Regions from separate parts of the Mus musculus genome. Here region 1 is linked to region 2. The links are chromatin contacts, called in public Hi-C maps. All regions are on one chromosome and are shown on one strand. The core of a region is the stretch at or near the end of the contact, and the rest is flanking DNA. Distances in the headings are between cores, read along the strand shown. Region 1 overlaps Nrxn3 (neurexin III). Region 2 overlaps Nrxn3 (neurexin III).

Region 1 (4,845 bases), core at 197-2,696, 400 kb after region 2:
CATGAACTTTCAAACAGCAATAAAGGTCCTTTCTAGAAGCTTCACCTTTCAGAAGTTAGCAGGGAGAGAGGATCTCTGTATTAGCATCCTGGCCAGCTCTTCCATTTCCTACTTCAAAAATCCCCAGGGAAATAAACAGCTGTCCAAATGAACTGCCAGGAAATAGCCCATGACTATTGGGAGATCTTGGGAAAGGATCAGGACACACCATGTGGATTGAGGCTATAAACATAAGAAAGCCTCTTTAGCCAAAGCCAAGTTTAAATATCCTGTAAATCAGCATAGGGGATGGATGTGCTATTTAAGCCTATTTCCTCTTCCAAATACAGGATCTATATCTTACCAACCTGAATGCCCTTAACCTATTTGTTACTACAATATGTGTTTCCTCCTATTCTTGCTTCTTATCTTCTGAGTCCAGTTGGATGTGAGCAGGGTTCAGGCTGGAAAAAAAATGTGGTAAGAGCATTGCACTTTAGACACCTCTGGAATTATTTTTCTGTGAATTTACCGAGTTCCTGTTTAATGGCCACATAAACAAAGGAAAGTAAGCACGACCATACTAGTGCTGATGAAAGCATCTTATATTTTCAGCAAGTGAAGAGCTCTTGGATGCTCTAAGCCTTGTGCAATGTGTGCTTACATCACTTGGTTGTTCCTAACAGCTTCAGAGCTGAGACATACGAGAGTCTTAGGGAGTCAAGTTCAGTTTACTTTAATTAGGAGACACAAAACTAAGCTAAGAGATTGTTTAAGCTCTGTGCACAAGGAGCTCAAGAATACATATTCCAAAAGAACAGCTTCCTGCACAGCTCAGTACAGTAATGTTTCTACTAAGTCAGATGCTAAATCTATCACTTGTCTATTTGTTGTTTCGTGGGGAAATATACATTTTGTCATCACCTTGGTTACACAAAGATAAGATGGTTTTCTTTGTTGTTGATGGTGGTGGTGAGATTTTTATTTGTTTGTTTGTTTGTTTGTTTGGTCTGTTTTGTTTTGTTTTCTCTGTCGCTAGAACTAGAAGGTTGGCTGTAGGGGTAACTATAGTCCCATGTTATTTTTTCTTTATTCCCACAGATGTGGTCATTTCCATATTCATTAGAAAGAAAAGGCATCATTGTTGGGACATCATATAAAATCCAATCTGCTCATTTCCCCACTTATTCTTTCCTCTCTCATCCTGTTATTTTACTGTCCCTGAAGCCAAGACTTGTCTTTCCCCATCTTCCCTGTTATAGCTGTCAAGAGATCGTTCATTAAAAGCAAGCAGGGGATGCTTCAGACCTTCATGGAGATCAGTGGCAGCCTGAAAGGTCTGAATGCCTGCACACACTTTACATGAAGTTGAGTACTTATGGCACTTCTCCCAGTAGGGAGAGAGATGAGCAGGTGAGGCCAAAAGCGACATCTGTGACTTGCTACCATGGGCTGGCTTTGTGTGCATAATTTCCACTTCAAAGAGTTTGCAGGCTGGTGAGAGTTCATGCGGCTTGTGCCTGTCAGCTAGTCAAAGCTGTGTCTGATACAACTCTGGTAAATGGCAAGTGAGAGATCTTTCGATCTACAGTGTAGATCTTTCGATGCTACAGCAGTTGATGCCCTTGGAGTTTATGGGTCCAACTTCCTCACTACACCAATGAGGAAATTATGAAATGCTTGTGTTTAACTTCTTCATTCCACAATATCCATTCATTTCCTGGGTTGTAAAGGAGGGGAGGGCACAGGCTGATGCAGGGTTAGGCCATGTGGGTTAGGGTAGCAGAAGAACTATGGTTTCCCTTTGCCCCTTCCTGGATCTTACAACTGTTAATATGGACCTAATGGTCTGGCCTAAGGTGGAGCCAGGGTGTTTGTTTGTTTATAGATTTTGAAACAAGGTCTCTGGTAATTCAGTAATGTCCTTGAGGTTGACTGTGTTCTTGTGATTCTCCTGCCTCTGTCTCCCAAATGTCAGGATTACAGGTATGGTCCACAGTACCCACCCCATGTATACTGTGCTGAGAATCAAAGTCAAGGCTTTATACATGTCAGACAATTACCATACCAAGTAGGCATTTATTGAAAACAATAGTAGTAGAAGCTGAATCAATGTTGGATTTAATTCTATAGGATGAATAGGAGTAGGTATCAATATGAGGTCAGGGATACTAAACAAGACAAAACTAAAACACTAATCTAGTTTAGAAGTCTTTCTCTTTACCACAGTAGGCTCATTTTCCAAAAGGAAAGGTGTAATTATTTAAAATATCTCAATAGGGAAAGATTTCCTCATAAAATTCTGAATGAGAAATGATGACCAAAAAAAAAAAAAAAAAGATATCCTTAAGAAAATCCTAGCTATTTCCAAATCTCAACATTGACTACTTCCCAAGAAGAGGTAAACAACTGGTTAATTACCTTCTACTTACCCTAATTTATTTGATTTGCCATGAGCAACAGTTTTCCCTAGAAATCGCCCTCACTGACCTTGGACAACTGAAAAGATGAACAGTAATGGAAATAGAGTCTTCATGTAACAGTCATCTTGTTAAGCCCACGGTCCAGCTCCCAGGGTGTCAGGGAGAGAGGGGGGTGGGGGGAACAGAGAAAACTAGTGGTTCTGTGCTGAGGGAAAATGGATGCAACTCTCTGAGGTAAAGGATAAAAATAAATCCCCAGTATTACTGAAGCATGAGAGTGCCATGAAATAGTGGACCCTGGATCGATACATTACATTATAGCAGAAAAAAAGAAAGAAAAGAATTTTCAGAGTTTATTTATCTAGCTCCTCTGAAATATACTCATGTGACTCACTGCGCTGAAGATGTTGATGTCACTGGGTTTGACTCTTCTACTGCAACCCCCTGGAGAGAGCCCTCTAGGGAAAGGTAGTACCTACATCTCTCTTTTTCTTCTGTTTTTTTTTCCCCTTCGTTTCCTTTCTGCTCATTTTCTCTCTTCTTCCCTTTCCTCTTCCTTTCTCCTTTCCTTCCTTCCTTTCCTTTGAGCTCCCTCTTCAGGAATCTGGCTGTGATCCGAGCTATCTCTGGCTTCCTAGTAACAGGTTTTACAGACCTGCATCACACCCCTGGCTTATTCTCTTCTCCTTTGAGTGACTCAATTTGGCTCTTGATGGATAAAAAAGAATATGGACAATAGCTTCTCTGGCCACTTTTACAACTGAGTAATAGTCATACAATAGTCATAATTTGGACTTGGGGCTCCCCTTTCCTTAGATGAGTTCAGTCTGGTCTTTGTGAACATACATCTTTTATCAAAGCAGAAAAACTAGGAAAAGGCTGCTATCATCTTTTCCACTTTAGAAATATACCAAATGAAGCTGGACATATGATGCAGCTTGTAAACACAAGCATTAGATTATTTGTGTCAGCAAAACAGGAGAAAAAAAAAACAGAATGGGTCTGAAGATTGACAGCTATGAGAAATAGCCCTCAGGGTGTCACCTGGCTATGGTTTTGAAAACAGTTGTTCTTAAAGATCTACTTTTATCCAAAATATTATTGGTACCTTCTATGAGCCAAGAATTCTGTGGATAGTTGGTATAGCTGGGAGGTAAATACCACCAACATGAACATAATTCTAGAAGCAGGCAAAAGAGATGTAGTAATATTGGTGGAAGTTAAAGGATGAAAGGTGAATACAATGGTTGAAAGGAAGTTTTTATCTGTAATTGTGTGGCCAAGAGAGGCCTCACAACAGATCACCGTGGACTTGAAAGAACAGAGGAACTCTCAGTGAGGAAAGGAATAAGATTCTAGGTGAAGGAAGGAGAGGTTTGTAAAGGCCAGACCATGGAAAGCCTTTGGTTTATTTTAAAGATTTTGGTTTTATTTAAAGGCAATGGGAAGCACTAGAGAATGGGTAAACACAAGAGTAGTGAGATTGATGGTCATGTATGAGGCCTAGCCAGCCTGGGCTTCTACATTTAATGACATACTTCCTTCAAAGTCCATTGCTAGCTTCACAATATTAAATGGAAGTTGGCTATGTACTGTGTATTATTCCAGGAATTAAAAGATGAGTTAGGCCAGTTTCTTTACTGAAGTTACATTCCAACTAACAGTGGCAAAATGAAAAGAATAAATGCCATGAAGATTTTGCATGATACAAAATAAGAAGGTGGAACAGTAGAAATGAAACCATCAGGACTTCTTCATACACTCCTTTCAGCATGGGGTTGTGTTGTTAACTTCTGATGATTAAGAAATCTGACCTTCCTTTGGTTCCTTTCTTTTCTACCTATTGATTATCATTCTGTTACTGTCACATAGTATATAGCTTTTGAATAAAGTCTCATTTCAAGAAAACACTTTATTTCTTAAAGCAGAAACAAACTTAACTTTAAAAACCACATTTCTTTTTATATGTGTATATGAGTATGATCTCTCTCTCTCTCTCTCTCTCTCTCTCTCTCTCTCTCTCTCTCTCTCTCTCTTTCTCTCTCTCGGTGTGTGTGCTTGTGTGTATGTATGAATGTGTATGTGTATGTCTTGTGAAGGTGGTACATATGCCATGTATGTGGAAAAAGAGATACTCTGGAGTCCATTTTGCCTTTCACCCTTATGTAGTCTCAGGAGCCAAACTCAGGTGGGTACACTTGAACCACAAGCACACGAGCACTGAGCCATCCTGACGATCCCATATTCAATCTGTTGCTTTGTTTCTGGAGAAGGAATTCCTAAATGTTCCCTTAGTTTATTTTAATCAGTCTCCCTTATTATTTCTGTTCTTCCTACTAAAAAAAGTTGTGAAACAAAGATATAATGTTGTGAAAATGCACTTAGCCACGTTCTGTGTATGCAGCAGAAAGATTGTGTGTGTGTGTGTGTGTGTGTGTGTGTG
Region 2 (4,837 bases), core at 1,789-4,288:
TACGTGTTGGACTTAGAGGTATCAGATAATGTTTGCTGTATGATTTCTAGTAAAATGAATTGTGAATTCTCTGATTGAAATATAATTTTAATATCCTTTACTGTGTATGGCTGAGAAAAGTTCATTCCAAGTTCATTTTTTTCTCCCTGATGTGAACTAAGTTCTGCTACTGTTGCCCGGCTCTAGGCAATTATCATGAAGAAATTCCAGGGAGCCCAGAGGACCTTTCCTTCAAATACCTGTTCACCTAGAGTGCTTGAGGCATTCAATACTATTAGTTCCTGCATCCCTTTGAAATATGTACATTATTTCATCTTTATGGGAACACAGTTTTGACCCTTGGAGTGTATAGATAATCTCCCCTGCAGTATAAGAAAATTTTGACCTTAAGCAAATATTATAGAATTCTGGACCCCCAAATTTTATGTAGCAAAGGCTTGAGGGATGTGTACTCTCATTTTAGGTTTCTCGCTTTCTACTCCTTCTTCCCTTTAACTGCAATTTCCAGTTGGCTGTAAGAATTCTCAAGACATCAGTACTACATTTTCTTGCACCGTATTCTCATAATTTTGTGAGAGCTTGTGCACACTGAAACGCAAAGCTCCGGTTCCTTACTATACCTTTTGCTCACAGTTGACCTGGGTCATCTTTGCTGTCAGTTGCTTGTATTGGGCTTAAGCTTTCAGGTGGAATGATGCTAATACAGGTCAGTTCTGTTCCATCCAGGGGATTATGTCCCATCAGGCAGCCTTGGCATTCCCCTTTGTTAAAGAACAACAGAAGGCAAGATAAAGTGTTTGATGATTGGATTAAGGGGGATGAACTTATAAATTGTGGTCATCTACCCCCTCACCCCCCGAGAAGGTAGGCATAAGGTAAAGTATGATTTGCTTCTGTGTTAATCCTATGATTTTCTGGTCCCATGGCTTAGAAAGTTGAGGATTTGTCAAGTGGCTAAAGAAGGACAACCCAAGGTTACATAGATTCGATGAGTTTGTTTAGAAGTTCAGAAAATAAACCCTACCACTTTTAGATATCTGCATAAGGAAGTATGTTTCAATATTTTGGGGTCTCAAGAAAAAAACTATTTCTCTTTAAGAAATTAAAAAATATTCCTATGAATTAATCTATTATACTCTGTCACCCAAATTAAAATAGCCATACTATTTTTTTTTAAAAATCATGACTTAATTTTAAGATAATGAGGAAGTTCAAGTATACAGAAATTAAAGAAAATCGTCTTTGCCATGGTAGTAAGTGTAAATGTTTTGTTTTATTTAATCAATTTTGCAATTTATAACATGGAAATTATATGCAACTATAAACAAATGAATATTTGAGAACCAGCTTCCATCTCCAGCCCCTCCCCATTTTTGTTTTCTTTAATGAAATCCACATTGTAAGTTAAAGTCTTTCCATTGGTGCTGGTGGTTCAGGGTGAGTGGGATGCTTATCATGGGGACTTGCTACTTACACGCATGATTAAATTCAGTTGTCAGGTTTGGACAGGAGAGATCCCCTCCTCTTCCCCAGGAAGTCTGTAGAGAAGGGCTGGGATGGAGAGGATATTCATTTTCCAGTTTATAGAAGAAGGGTCCATCCATCATGATCAAAGAAGAATATTTCATGCCGTCCACCTCTGGTGAGGGCTGCAATAAATATTCTATCCTCTCCCCAACTTTGTTTCCTGCTCTGATTAAAATTCACCTTATAAACAGATAGGATGGCTTGAGATTATGAAATCAAAACACACAAGAATTATTCAGTCTCTGTTGCTCATTTTCTCCTCTGTGAATAATTTCTGCTGACAGGTGACCAGTGAGGCCATCTGTCTCTTTATTACACAAGCCTGTGGTGGGTCCCGTCTCCTCTGCCCTGGAGTTAAATGAAGGTTTCTTTGACAAGAGAATAATATAGGCCAGCAAATGTAATGCGATTTTAGGACATTCATGATTTCTTTTTAGGAATATGAACACAAATATTTTCTTCCTATGATTGAAATGTAAGTATTTCTTAAAGATTCAGGTAGATACATATCATTAAAATAACCCAACCATTCTCAGTATTAGGAAGTCTAGAAAAACTACTAATGTTTCAGAATTTGTAGTGTCATTTTCTTTGAGTATTTCATTTATTTTGATCCATTCAAATGATTCATTGGGGGGGGGATGTCTATGTCATAATAGATTGCTTTATTGTTCAACATAGCCTCTAAATTTGATTAGGAAAATGAAATCTACGAAGTACCTCAGCTATAGATTTTGGAAAAAAATGATTTGAATGTAATGTTCACTTCTCTTTCTGTGTTAGTTCAGAGGGAAAGGATTTTGATTGTTTGTTTGTTTGTTTGTTTGTTTTAAAAGACAACTGTAAAACTAACAAACTATTCACCCACCTATTCATCACCATTTTGGTCATATCTGCACTTCACACATGTTATCCCTAGAGGAGATTATCCAGTGCCAATTGGAGGGGAACTCATCCCTAGACTGATAATGTTCTTCCGGTTATTTGTTGAAGTTTGCCAAATGACTAAAGACTTACGGAGTCCAGACAGGGAAGCCACTTTTCCCTTAGTGGAAATCTATTTTTATGATTCCTGTTCTACCATATGAATATAATCAGATAGAAATTAGAATGTACTAGCTAAGAAATGAAATAAAACTTATAAGAAACACTTTGGGAAACTTTTCTAAGACTTCAGACCACGGCAGACTAATCTATTTCCTCTTGATTCTGTTTATAGTCTTTCATTTGATTACCATTACCTCAACAGAGAGAACTGAGATGTAATCTTTGGGATAGCCGTCTCAAAAGTTACAGAGCTAGGAGACAGGGAACGGAGGTGGCAATCCAGCTTTACCTATGAGAAATGAGTTCCTTTCTCTATGATATCACCTTGTTGTATGCAAAGATACAAGGTAGGATTACAACCACATTCCCACAGAGGAATGCAATAGAATCCAGCCATAGTCTAGATGGCCAGACACTGGTCACCTAAATGCCTAGTGCTATAAGAGGATACTTGGCAAACAGGAGTATAGACAGATGGTGCCCAACCCACACATCTCTATTTATGTAGAGGCCCCCAGTGTTTGTGTTAGCAGGTTTGGATGTTAATAAAAGAAATTGTTTGTTCTTTCTTTTTATGCCTGCAATTCATTTTTAGTGTAGATTTAAAAAGAAGAATTTGTAAGATCACTAGATACCAAGAGACGTGTGAGCAAAGCCAAAAGTGTATTAGGTTTAAAAGGGAAAGCCTGTGCATACATTATAAACAAACAAACAAATAAACAAATAAATGTTTGCCATTTGTCCACTAGAGGGTACTGTGAGTCCATTGGTCAATTTAATGGATAGGATCTTTTTTTTTCTTTTTCTGCTTTTTTTTAAATTCCTCCTTTTCCCCATGTTGGTCAAGGGAAAATGGAGGGAATCAGGACTAAGAGGAGTAAACAGTGGATATTCTCAATGTGAGTTTTTTCTCAGTCATGACCCTTCTTTATAAGCAAGAAAATTAAACACATTTGGAGAGTTTCAACATGCTCTTGTCAGTGTCCTTGTTATAAACCATACTCATGTATTTTGATAAAGAGCATTGATACTCGGAATCAGGTAAGTTCCTGTTATGAGCAGATATTTCAACAGGAAGCACTGACAAAAATGCCTTTCCTCCTACAGACAGTGTGTGGGAAATAGATGGCATGAATGAGAAATGACTAAAATACCATCCAACTGAGTCTGTCATTTGAGGTTCCCAATGAAGGACGATCGCTTTTGAGATTGCTCTAGGACACATGCACAGCTCAACAAGTGCTTTCCTTTTCTTAAAGTCTGTTATCAACGAAAACAGAAAAGGCAAGGCATGACCCTGTAATTTCCTTGAATTTGTCCAAAGCACGAAGTTTCTGTCTGAATATTACTATGTACTAAACAAGATTCTGGGCAGTGGAAAGATGGAGATGAAAGATAAACTCCATCCCCCAAGAATTCTAAATCCAGGGGTATAACTCGCCAGTGGTTTGAGAGACATTATAAATAGAAATTAGAGGTAGATAAGAAGCTATTTAAATACTCAGCTATAGGATCTATTGTAGCCCCCCAATGTTTGGCATCCGAGAGCAGGGGCAGTAGGCAAGTAGATACACATCTAATATTGTACTCATCATGACCACTTGACCTCTTGCAACATTCAGTTCTCACTCTTAGCCTAGGGCTGCAGACCAAGAGATGTTAGCAACCTGGATGTCTGCTGGCTTCCACGTCTCTGTATTCCTTCTCTGGCACCTTAGAACCATTTGCCAGCTCTCCACTCTTTTGCCATATCTATAAAAGATACCAGCTCTACCTCCACTTTCCTTGCTGTTGACATGATGGCTCTCTCCCTTGATGCTGCTTCTTCAGTTACCAGTGGCTCTAGCTAGTGTGGCATGGATCACCTGCTTCTCTTAGGATGACATTCCACTGGGTGTGGCTGGGATTATTCAGGCACAAGCTTTTCCTACTGTAGGTGTCAGGATCCTAGGTACATTGAATTCCTGCACAAGATCACTAGGTGGTTTCTGGCAGCTTACATGGAAGTGGCACCACAGTGGTTACCAGTGATGGGTCTGGGGCTCTAAGGTAGCTTCCCCTCTATCTTTCAGACAAACACACCAAGGCCTCTGCCCCATTTATTTAGCACTGAAATGATGATTGCTAGTTCTTTGCCCTCAGGTCTAGAGCTGGGCAGCTGGATGCTGTTCTCAAACAAGGCTGTTCAAAGAATCCAGCACCAGGTACAGGAAACACAATGAGAGTCACTGGGACTTAATTCAATGTAGCTGGACCCCATTAG

What was found. A called contact is a pair of places that touch in the nucleus more often than the background predicts.
Region 1: a Hi-C map of cerebellum shows a contact between it and region 2, with 4 times the contacts expected there. The contact joins two enhancer-like sites. A contact is called at or near these places in 6 of 484 Hi-C or Micro-C datasets (cerebellar granule neurons, cerebellum, cerebral cortex and 2 more).

Annotation. Positions count from the first base shown.
Region 1 is chr12:89,953,240-89,958,084 of GRCm38.p6, forward strand. All of the region lies in intron 14 of Nrxn3 (neurexin III), which reads left to right. Among named protein-coding and RNA genes, the nearest start is that of Gm40538, 450 kb to the right of the region's middle. Within about 2 kb of position 1,447, at least 11 of the 459 cell types and tissues checked have an H3K27ac peak or open chromatin away from gene starts, as enhancers often do. A contact at or near this core is called in cerebellar granule neurons and cerebellum, where this site is marked.
Region 2 is chr12:89,551,908-89,556,744 of GRCm38.p6, forward strand. All of the region lies in intron 14 of Nrxn3 (neurexin III), which reads left to right. Among named protein-coding and RNA genes, the nearest start is that of Gm40537, 580 kb to the left of the region's middle. Within about 2 kb of position 3,039, at least 4 of the 459 cell types and tissues checked have an H3K27ac peak or open chromatin away from gene starts, as enhancers often do. A contact at or near this core is called in cerebellar granule neurons and cerebellum, where this site is marked.